Linked DNA regions of Danio rerio: region 2 is linked to region 1. A link is a contact called in public Hi-C data. All regions are on one chromosome and are shown on one strand. Each heading gives the region's core, a stretch centred on a gene start, on an enhancer-like site or on the middle of the called end of the contact. The rest is flanking DNA. Distances are from core to core; before and after follow the strand shown.

Evidence for each region. Hi-C and Micro-C count contacts between places; a contact is called where the count stands out from the background.
Region 2: a contact with region 1 is called in a Hi-C map of an unstated tissue, with 2.6 times the contacts expected there. The contact joins two enhancer-like sites. A contact is called at or near these places in 2 of 18 Hi-C or Micro-C datasets (caudal fin and an unstated tissue) and 1 of 4 datasets of contacts at active chromatin or transcription factors (caudal fin).

Annotation. Positions count from the first base shown.
Region 1 is chr14:32,563,300-32,568,198 of GRCz12tu, forward strand. All of the region lies in intron 1 of mid2 (midline 2), which reads left to right. Among named protein-coding and RNA genes, the nearest start is that of mid2, 130 kb to the left of the region's middle. Within about 2 kb of position 1,997, at least 7 of the 62 cell types and tissues checked have an H3K27ac peak or open chromatin away from gene starts, as enhancers often do.
Region 2 is chr14:32,753,547-32,758,445 of GRCz12tu, forward strand. It overlaps nek12 (NIMA-related kinase 12), which reads right to left. Exons shown (of 4, transcript NM_001017548.2): 3 at 4,527-4,727; 4 at 2,304-2,631. The coding sequence ends at 2,474. Among named protein-coding and RNA genes, the nearest start is that of nek12, 6.5 kb to the right of the region's middle. Within about 2 kb of position 2,320, at least 7 of the 62 cell types and tissues checked have an H3K27ac peak or open chromatin away from gene starts, as enhancers often do.

The sequences.
Region 1 (4,899 bases), core at 747-3,246:
GTAGGATTCACTGCAGCTACATCATGCAGCCTGAAATTCAACTCACATAGAGCTCTGTTGAGAGCCTCAAGAGGGGCCGGCTGGGGACTGTGTCTGGATAGGACTGGCTCTGAGAGAAGCGTAAAGGGTACATTTTGCACAGTGCCTAGCAGGTGCTGCTCTGATCGGGTCGCTCAAGAAGAGGCGATGTGAATCTCAGGGCTTTGTGGTGTAAGGTCATCATGTACCTACGTAATGAAGGTGTCGCATATTGATCACATGCTGGTAGTCACATGTTTTATTCAGGCCAAGATGATTCTATTCTATTCTTTTGTTATTCCTCAGAGCTGTACTACTGTGTATTCATGAGATATCAAGGTTTAAGTGGTCATGATTCCGGGTTTGTTTGTTTGATTCATAGTCAGCTCAAGTACACGGCATTAAGACAAGGGCATGTATTATAAATGAGGATCAACACAAGAATCTGTTGACTAACTTCAGCAAAATGAGTCTAGCTCTTGTTCTTTTATAAACAAGATGCATATGTTCATGCATTCAGCTTTATTTCAGTCCACTACTGTTTTTACCTAGAGTTGGTAAAATTATTTAATTAGACCTGATTGGTCATCGTGTGTGTATTTGAAATGCTGATTGGCTCAAAAAAGTACCTTATAGAGCTAATCTAGAGTTCGACTTTGTAGATAAAGCCTTTTTTGTTTTTTAAATAAAAAGTCTATAAATCATTCTGAAACCAGAATTATTAGGCCCCCCATTGATTTTATTTTATTTTATTTTATATATTTCCCAAATTATGTATAACAGAGCAAGGACATTTTCACAGTATGTCTGATAATATTTTGTCTTCTGGAGAAAGCCTTACGTGTTTTATTTTGGCTAGAATAAAAACCCTTTTTAAATTTTTAAACACCATTTTAAGTTTAAAATTTGTAGCCCCTTTAAGCTAAATATTTTTTTCAATATTCTACAGAACAAACCATTGCTATACAATAACTTGCCTAATAACCCTAACCTGATTATTTAACCTAATTAACCTAGTTAAGCCTTTAAATGTCACTTTTAGCTAAATACTAATATGAAATACTAGTGACTAAATACTAGTCTTGAAAAATATCTAGTAAAATATTATGTGCTGTCATCATGGCAAAGATAATATAAATCAGTTATTCGAAATGAGTTATTACATCTATTATGTTTATAAATGTGTTGGAAAAAAACTGTTCTCTGTTAAACAGAAATTGGGGAAAAAAATAAACAGGGGGGCTAATAATTCTGACTCCAACTTTATATAATCATCTGACACTGAAGTAATGGTTGATGTAAATTCAATAATAAATAATTACATTGGCTTAATTATTAATGTAACATTTATCATTTTGCTGTATTTTAAAGCAGTTAAAAGATTTTTTTTTACTTTTGAACTTTTTTATGTGCAGAGAGTGTATTACACAAGCAGCAATCACAATCAAGACAAACAATGCATCACACTTAAAATTTGTTTGACTTTCATACACAACAAAACGATGCACGCTAATTGTCATGACAACAGCAAATACTGTAATCTGCATGGCCTGAAACTATTTTTGTTGTTGTTATTTTTGCATTTTAAGACCTCATCTTCAAGCATAATTACATAAACTGCATAATTCCAAATGTGTACTGTGTTCACTGAACCAAGCCTCAGATCAAATCATTCTGTCAAAAAAAATAAAATAAATCTTTCTTTCTTCATCACCCCAGTATTTTACCTCTGATCCTCACCGGATGGTTTCACAGCCTCCGGCCCTGTACCGCCTCTAAATTTTAGTTTGTGCATGTTACATTTCTGAGTGCATTCTCCAAAAAAAATGCGGCTTAATTGGATTTTCTGCCTATGTTGATCTCCATCCCGCCGTTCCCAGAGAGAGTGCTGAGCTGTGAGACGCTGGGAGTGAGATAGACGGTTGACTCTCACAGGACCGCTGACCCCAGAGGCGGGTGCTCATGTACAGGCTGTTCCACTGCAGCTTTTGCCACTTCCTCCAGCAAACAGCAGCTCAGCAGGAAATGGATCTGTTCAGTGCCTGGGAAGCATCCGCAAAGACCCAAAGCACTAGCACATCCATTTCAAATCATGGGATTGTAAGTGCTCCGGGAAGGGTTAGGCTGTCCAAAAAAAGGCTGTTTTAATTAGTCGTCGCAGGCAGAATCTGCTGACTTTTTTACATTTTCAGGGCTGATTTTGTGGAATGAGTTTAAACGCGGCCTTTGAGATTTGTTGTTATTGATGTTGTCAGATTACATGAAATGTGATGTTTCAGCTATATAAATGAGTAGACGTTAAGTGGACCAGATGCTGTTTTCTATTGTTTGATACTAAGATAGTGTATTAGGAGGTGAGTGATATGACATTATACTATAAAAATATACATGCAAGCATTTTAGTTTTTTAAAAATGTCTAATAGATGTCTAAACATAGTTGTCTTGGCTAAAACAAGGCTAGATTTGGGCTGTCAGTAAAAATCTTGCCAAAACTACTAGTCATCAAATAAAGAGAAATTAATGACTACACTTATAAGATCTGTCTAACCTGTCTGTTTGATGACTAGTTTAGCTTTGGGCTATTCTTTAATGTCTATTAGATTTTTACTGATGGCCCAAGTTTAATCTTGTTTTAGCCCATCGATATTTACATAAGATGTCACCTACGCTGTTGTTGTTGTCTATTGGAAGTAATGCATCAAAATAGCTGCCATTTTAGTACAGGGTATTGCTCCTTTGAAATTAATGTGGGATCAAGGTGCAGTGGAGGACTGGCCATCCCGAGGCAGAGATATATACACATATATCTGATCAGATGTTTTCCCGGTGGTCCTTATGCAAATTCATTCATTTTCTTGTCAGCTTAGTCCCTTTATTAATCTGTGGTCGCCACATCGGAATGAACCGCCAATTTATCCAGCATGTGTTTTATGCAGCGGATGCCCTTCCATGTCATTCACACTCATACACTATGGACAATTTAGCCTACCCAATTCCATCTTTGGACTGTGGGGGAAACCGGAGCACCCGTAGGAAACCCACGCGAACTCAGGAAGAACATGCACACTCCACACAGAAACTCCAACTGATCCAGCCAAGGCTCAAACCAGCGACCTTCTTGCTGTGAGGCGACAGCACTACCTACTGTGCCACTGCGTCGCCGTTATGCAAATATTTTGTTTTAATTACAAAAATTATAGTTTTACATCACTTTTCTACATCGATGGATACATGACCACAGGGCCGTTGTTAACAAAGAGCGCGTGTTCGCATTTTCATCCCTCTCTGTTACATTTACTTTAATCCATGTGCTGGACCACACCTACTCTTCTGCTTTTGACTTCACAGTCTAACGGAGGGAGAGATTTATATGTGAATGAAGATTCGTTATGAGCAACTTGTTCACTTAGCCGACAATAATACAAGTTTCTAGCACTGCAGCATCTTTTTGTCATATTTCATTTACATGGTTTGATGATTTTAATCAACAAAACTAGCATAAGCCTAGTATTTAGTGCGAGTTGGTGTTAGTTTGCTTTATGGTCAATTCAGTAAATGACTGTATTGTCATCAATAACGTGACTTGTTGAGCACAAAAGCTTGTAACACAAAAAACAAACAAAATGAAATTTCAGTCAAATATGGCTGAGAAAATAATTATAAAAGTGCCTAGTACTTAGGTGGTTGATACAAAGGCTGAAATTTAAACATATACAATAATATTTATCACTTTCAGCAGTTTATGTAATTTCAAAGGGTTTTATCTTAAATTACACTATGATTTTGCATTTATACAGCTGTATGGATAGAGCCATGGGTAGACTTCAAAATTAGGTAGGAGGAAATTATATAAGACACCAGATTACACATCCTTTCACCACTTTTCAACACTGTTTTTTGTCACCCCTATGTAAAGTTGAAGTCAGAATTATTAGCCCTCCTTTGAATTTTTGTTTCTTTTTTAAATATTTCTTAAATTATGTTAAACAGAGCAAGGAATTTTTCACAGTATGTCTGATAATATTTTGTCTTCTGGAATAGTCAAATTTGTTTTATTTCTGCTAGAATAAAAGCAGTTGGTAATTTTTTATAACTATTTTAGGGTCAAAATTATTAGCTCCTATTTTTTTCCGATAGTCTACAAAAAAATCCATTGTTATACAGTAACTTGCCTAATTACCTTAGTCTGCCTAGTTACCCTAATCAACCCAGTTAAGCCTTTAAATGTCACTTTAAGCTGTATTGAAGTGTCTTGAAAAATATCTGGTACAGTATTATATATTGTCATCATGGCAAAAATATATAAATAATTCAGTTATTAGAAATGAGTTGTTAAAACTATGAATTTTATAAATGTGTTGAAAAAAATCTTTCCGTTAAACAGAAATTGGGGAAAAAATAAACAGAGGGGCTAATAATTTGGACTTCAACTGTAAATAGTGTATTAGGGGAGAGTGATAATATGCATAGAAATAAACAGTATGAATTTTCAGTTTAGATTTTTTTTATTTTGTTAAGATCATAGATAATGCAGGGATATGTTATACTATAATATCACACATCTGTTCTTCTTATTATCGCACATATTATCTTTAATTTTCCGTTTACTTTTACTTAATACGTAAATTTGTTTATACAAATTATACAATGGGCGTTTTGTTTTAATTGTGTTTATTTTGCCATTTAAGCACAAAAAGAACTGAATTCAGGATCACATGCTGTCTGTGTTTGTATTATTTTGGGATACATTTTTTCAGAGCACTCATTGTCCACACTAGCATTTTCCAAAGTTTCTCATCCTGGCTGAGACATCACAAAATAATACAATTATCGTACTGCATGAAATGTAATGAAAGCTCACTATAGGATGATGCAGAGAA
Region 2 (4,899 bases), core at 1,070-3,569, 190 kb after region 1:
TCGCTTCTACATGAACTCTAATCCTAATCTTTATTTTCTATTACATTCAGGTCAAGTGATTGCTGGGCCATTCTAGCAGCTTTGTTTTTTTTTCTGACACCAATTGAGAGTTTCCTTGGCTGTGTTTGGGATCATTATCTTGATGAATTGTCTACCCTGGTTTCATCTTCATCATCTTAGAAATGCAAGTGTGGGGATTTGCACTAAAGAGGGGCAGGGTTGTTTTCTAAAAACTGAGATTTCACCTTTCCATGCCTCTTTACACCTCCCTTTTTTCATAAGTTCAATACTTTTCCCGTGCCATTTCATTTTATTAGCACTGTTGCCTCACAGCAAAAAGTTGCTGGTGTGAGAGTCGGCTATGCTGGGCTCCTCTTCAGTTTCCCCCACAGTCCAAAGACATGCACTATTGGTGAACTGGATTAACTAAATTGGCCGTAGTGTATGATGTGTGTGTATGTGAGAGTGCATGTGTGTTTCCCAGGTTTGCAGCTGAAAGGGCACCCACTGTGTACAACAAATGCGAAATAGTTGGTGGTTCATTCCACTGTGGTGACCCCTGATAAATAAGGGACTAAGCTAAAGGAAAATGAATGAATGAAATTTGTGAATTTCAAGTGTACTGTTGTGCTTGATCATTTTTATTCGCAGTACATCTATAATCTGTAAAATATATGTTCCTAATAAAATCCAATTATATCCATTATTTTAAAAGAAATCAGAAATCACTCATGCTCTTCAAATATTAGACAGACTCACCACTGCAATCTTGATATAAATCTGTAAAATCACATTTAATATGCACAATATATCTGAATACAATCTAAGCAAGTTATAATTAGAAGACACGGAAGAAAACAACAACATAAGTGACTAAGAAGAAAAGTCAGCTTGTCATTTTCCAGAAACTTTTTCATTATTTTATTCTAAAGATGCATGTCAAAAACGCCAGCTCAAAAACAAAGACTCTTAATTAGGATCCTAGCCTCATTTTTTTTAACAATGTGCAAACAAAAAAGCAAGAAGAAAGCAGTGGAACACACATGCAGAAATCAATCTATAATGCATCACACATCGTACAAAGCCCCGAAGACGCAGATGACAAGCTCTCCCAGTGGCTGGTTTTCCTATATAGATGAAATATTGACAGGTTTTAAAGTGACAAGGCATAGAGGTGATCGCAACTTAAAGCGCTTTCAGGCCTGTCTGCATCTATTCTAGTCTCATCCACTTACCCAAATGCATTGATGGATAAATAAAGAAACACCCATGACAATCCATCAGTCTTATGGACATTTTTTTAAAAGCTCTATCTTGAATGACTCTTCTCACTCAATGTTTTACTCTTTCCAGAACATAACATGAAAAATAAATGTATTTTGTGGGAATATAAGTTTACATTTTTAATCTTCTGAGATGTTTTTCTCAGTGCATAGTTAAAAATCAGGTTTTTGTGCTTGTAAAATGGGGTTTCATTCCTGGCTAGTCTTTTTATTTCACTTTCACTATAACACACACACACACACACAAACACACACACACACACACACACACACACACACACACAAAGAGGTTTAACATAAGCAAGGTCTTGGCATATGAAATGCTTGAAGAAACAGCCCAACCTGATACCATCTTGAGTGAGTATATCTCTAAGTATAATCAACACATATCAGCTTTTTCTGAGATATTAAAGCAAATTGCTTACTGTAAAACGGCCAAAACCACATTCTCTGAGGACATTTCTCTCATTTTATTCTGGCAAAGTGTCAAACGATGCAGTTTTCCCTTGCTAATGCTGGCTTGATAACACACTATTCTCTGGAGGCAGATTGTGAACATTCTTAAATGAAATATAATACAGAAGGTCATTCATACAATTGCACGTGCCAATTTCTCAATCACAGTGACTAATTCCCTGCTGGAATGATCTGGACAAGTTTAAGGGAAAACGCCTTAAGTGGAAAACAACTGCAGCTGTGGCCCATAAATTTACAAATTCTACACCAGTCCTTGGTTTTTTTATATTTCAGAAGTGGAGCGAAATCACTGTAGGAAATGTTCAAGTGGTATTCTCTACTGCTATCTCATTTATAATCGTTGTCTAATGAATATGTTGAGAGATAATTTAGTTTATATGAGCTCTGGGCAGAAGAAATGGGTAAAATCTTTTCTTTTTTCCAAGTAGCTTATAAATTTCTGCTTTTAGTGTGTAGTGAGTTTAAAAGGCAGCAGTTTTATATTCCAGGCCTTGGGATGTGACTAATGGTGCCAAGATGAGAAACTATGATATTTTCATTTTCTGGATTGGTTTGTTACACATTTTCTTACTATATAGTGCCACCTACTGGTCATATGAGGTAACGATTTCGGAGTGCTGAGTGCTTGTTGAAAAAGTCAAATTTTTCACATCACAAAAGGAGAACAATGTTTCACAATTCATGAGTCTTTACCTAAATTGGAACAGCATGATTCAGCATGTGGTCTCCTGGTCAAGGTTGAATATGAGATAGCAGGTCTCCAGATGGTCAGTACCGATCATGTGCTGAAACTGTGGCTGCAGGTCTTCTGGTGTGAGGCCATTCAGAAAGTGCTCACTGATTTCCTCATAGACTGAGGCTCCAACATCCTCTACAAATCCAAAACACGGGACAGATATTAGCATGTAGAGACACTCTCAGAACCAAATATATTTGTATTAGTGTTATATACATCAAAAATCTTGTTAGACATACTTATAAAAATAATAATCCTCAAAAGAAATATTAAAAGAATGAAATTATTGAAATATTAATTGATTTAATTTGCATTTTTACACCACTATGTTTGACAATTTTGTCAGCACAAAAGTTTAAAATGTAATAAAATGTAGTGTAATTAATTTGTCTTTTATTTATATTTATAAATATATATTCATAATCAGTGTGGTGTTTCTTCTTTTTAAAATATCAGTTACGCTGAATTATGATGGAACATTATTTTATTCATAATTTGACATTTCATTTTTAAGATTTTTTTTTTTAAATAAATGAGTCACTTGCATTTGATTTCTATGCATATACAGTAAAATCACTTTAGTAAATTCTATTTAATGATGTCACCAAAATTGAGTTCATTAAATCATTTTCTTTTTAGCTTAGTCCCTTTAATAATCAGGGGTCGCACAGCAGAATGAACCGCCAACTTATCCAGCATATGTTTTACGCAGCGGATGCCCTTCCAGCTGCAACCCAGCACTAGGAAACACCCATACACTCTCATTCACACATATATTACGCACAATTTAGCTTACCCAATTCACCTATAGTGCATGTGATAGTAATAGTAAAGATTAGTTTCTTTAATCAATAACTTGCTCTCTGCTACCTTCATGTAAAATTAACATTTGAATCATTTGACCGTTAATACTAAAATTTAGTTTTGCTTCACAGAAATCTGTAAAGTGGTTTTTCATGAGGGTGAAAAAGTAATACCCACATATTTCTCTCATTTAAAATGATCAGATGAACTAAATATACTGACCTGCAGGTCCGTAGCCACGGTATACGAGTGGTTCAAAAGACACACCCCTCACTGACAAATTTCCAGAATTTGTCCTATACGTGAGCTCATTTGTCAGATTTTGACTGCTATGCAACCATAAATTATGAAAATAACCCATCGATAAATGCTTTAAGACCAAGTAAAATTCTCTGTTGGCTGTCGTGATTTTAGCTAATCAGTTTTGACCAATGCTAACAATTATGTTTCATGAGTCCAACATCTAGCTATCCATGAAAGCATACAATCTGACATGTGACATCATGTTTAAGAAAACATTTTACAAGTTACTTTTATTCAAAATCTTGGACCTTATTCTTGAAGCAAAAAATGACCATTAAAAATGTGTAAAAAGTGGCCCATATTAAATAAATTTGAAAACTAGTTTGACTATAAGCTCTACATTATTATTATATTATTATCATATTCAAGTGGTCAATTCTGACTGAGGAAAGTTAAATGTGCTAGCCAGTTTACTTGCCTAATAAATGACAATAGACTACAGTTTTTATTTTAAAACTTTAACAGATTCCTAATTTCTTTTTCTAATTATATTGGGTGGTTATAAATTAGCATTTTAAAAATAAAAGTTTATTATTATTTTTCATTCTAAATCTTTAGGAAATATTTTTTGTACATCTAAAAGTGTGGTTATGATGACCATCTAACAAGCTAATCCAGCTAAAATAGTGCTTAAAATATCACTAAAATGCAGTATTTAGATCTAATAATTACATAAAAAATAAAGTGAGTAACTGCAAAAAGGTCCACTTTTTGAGAAAAACAGAACCATCCCATTTCATTAGGTTGGCTATGGGCCTGAAGTAGACTTGTATTGGACAACTATCTGTATAAAGTTTTATACATAAAATATACATTTTATACTATTTATACTTTACTGACAGATTTTTTTGGGCCCACAAAATAACATTGACTTTTGGCAAATGTAACCACACCATGAAGTAAAATATACTATATATATTTACCCATGTATTTCTCCTTTAACATTTTCATGGTGACAGAGAAACCATCTGCATCTTTAAGCTCCAGCTCCACATCAAACACATCATTCTCAGATGAAGAGTTAATGACATCTCTGGCGTAGCTGACCACTTCTGCCAGGTCATCATCCTCAGCTTCTTCAAAGTCATCCGGGTAGTCAGAAATCTCCTCGTCTTCAAATACAGCTGTCAAAAGATAAGGAAAAAACACACAGAAAGTAGCACCAACAAAAAATATGAAGTCGTTCTTAGATCACCATCAGCCTACGCCTGTTGCCTTGGAGATACAAATAACAATAATAAAATAATGGAAAATTTAATTCATATGATTGTGTCACATTTTCTGCCTGATTTTACC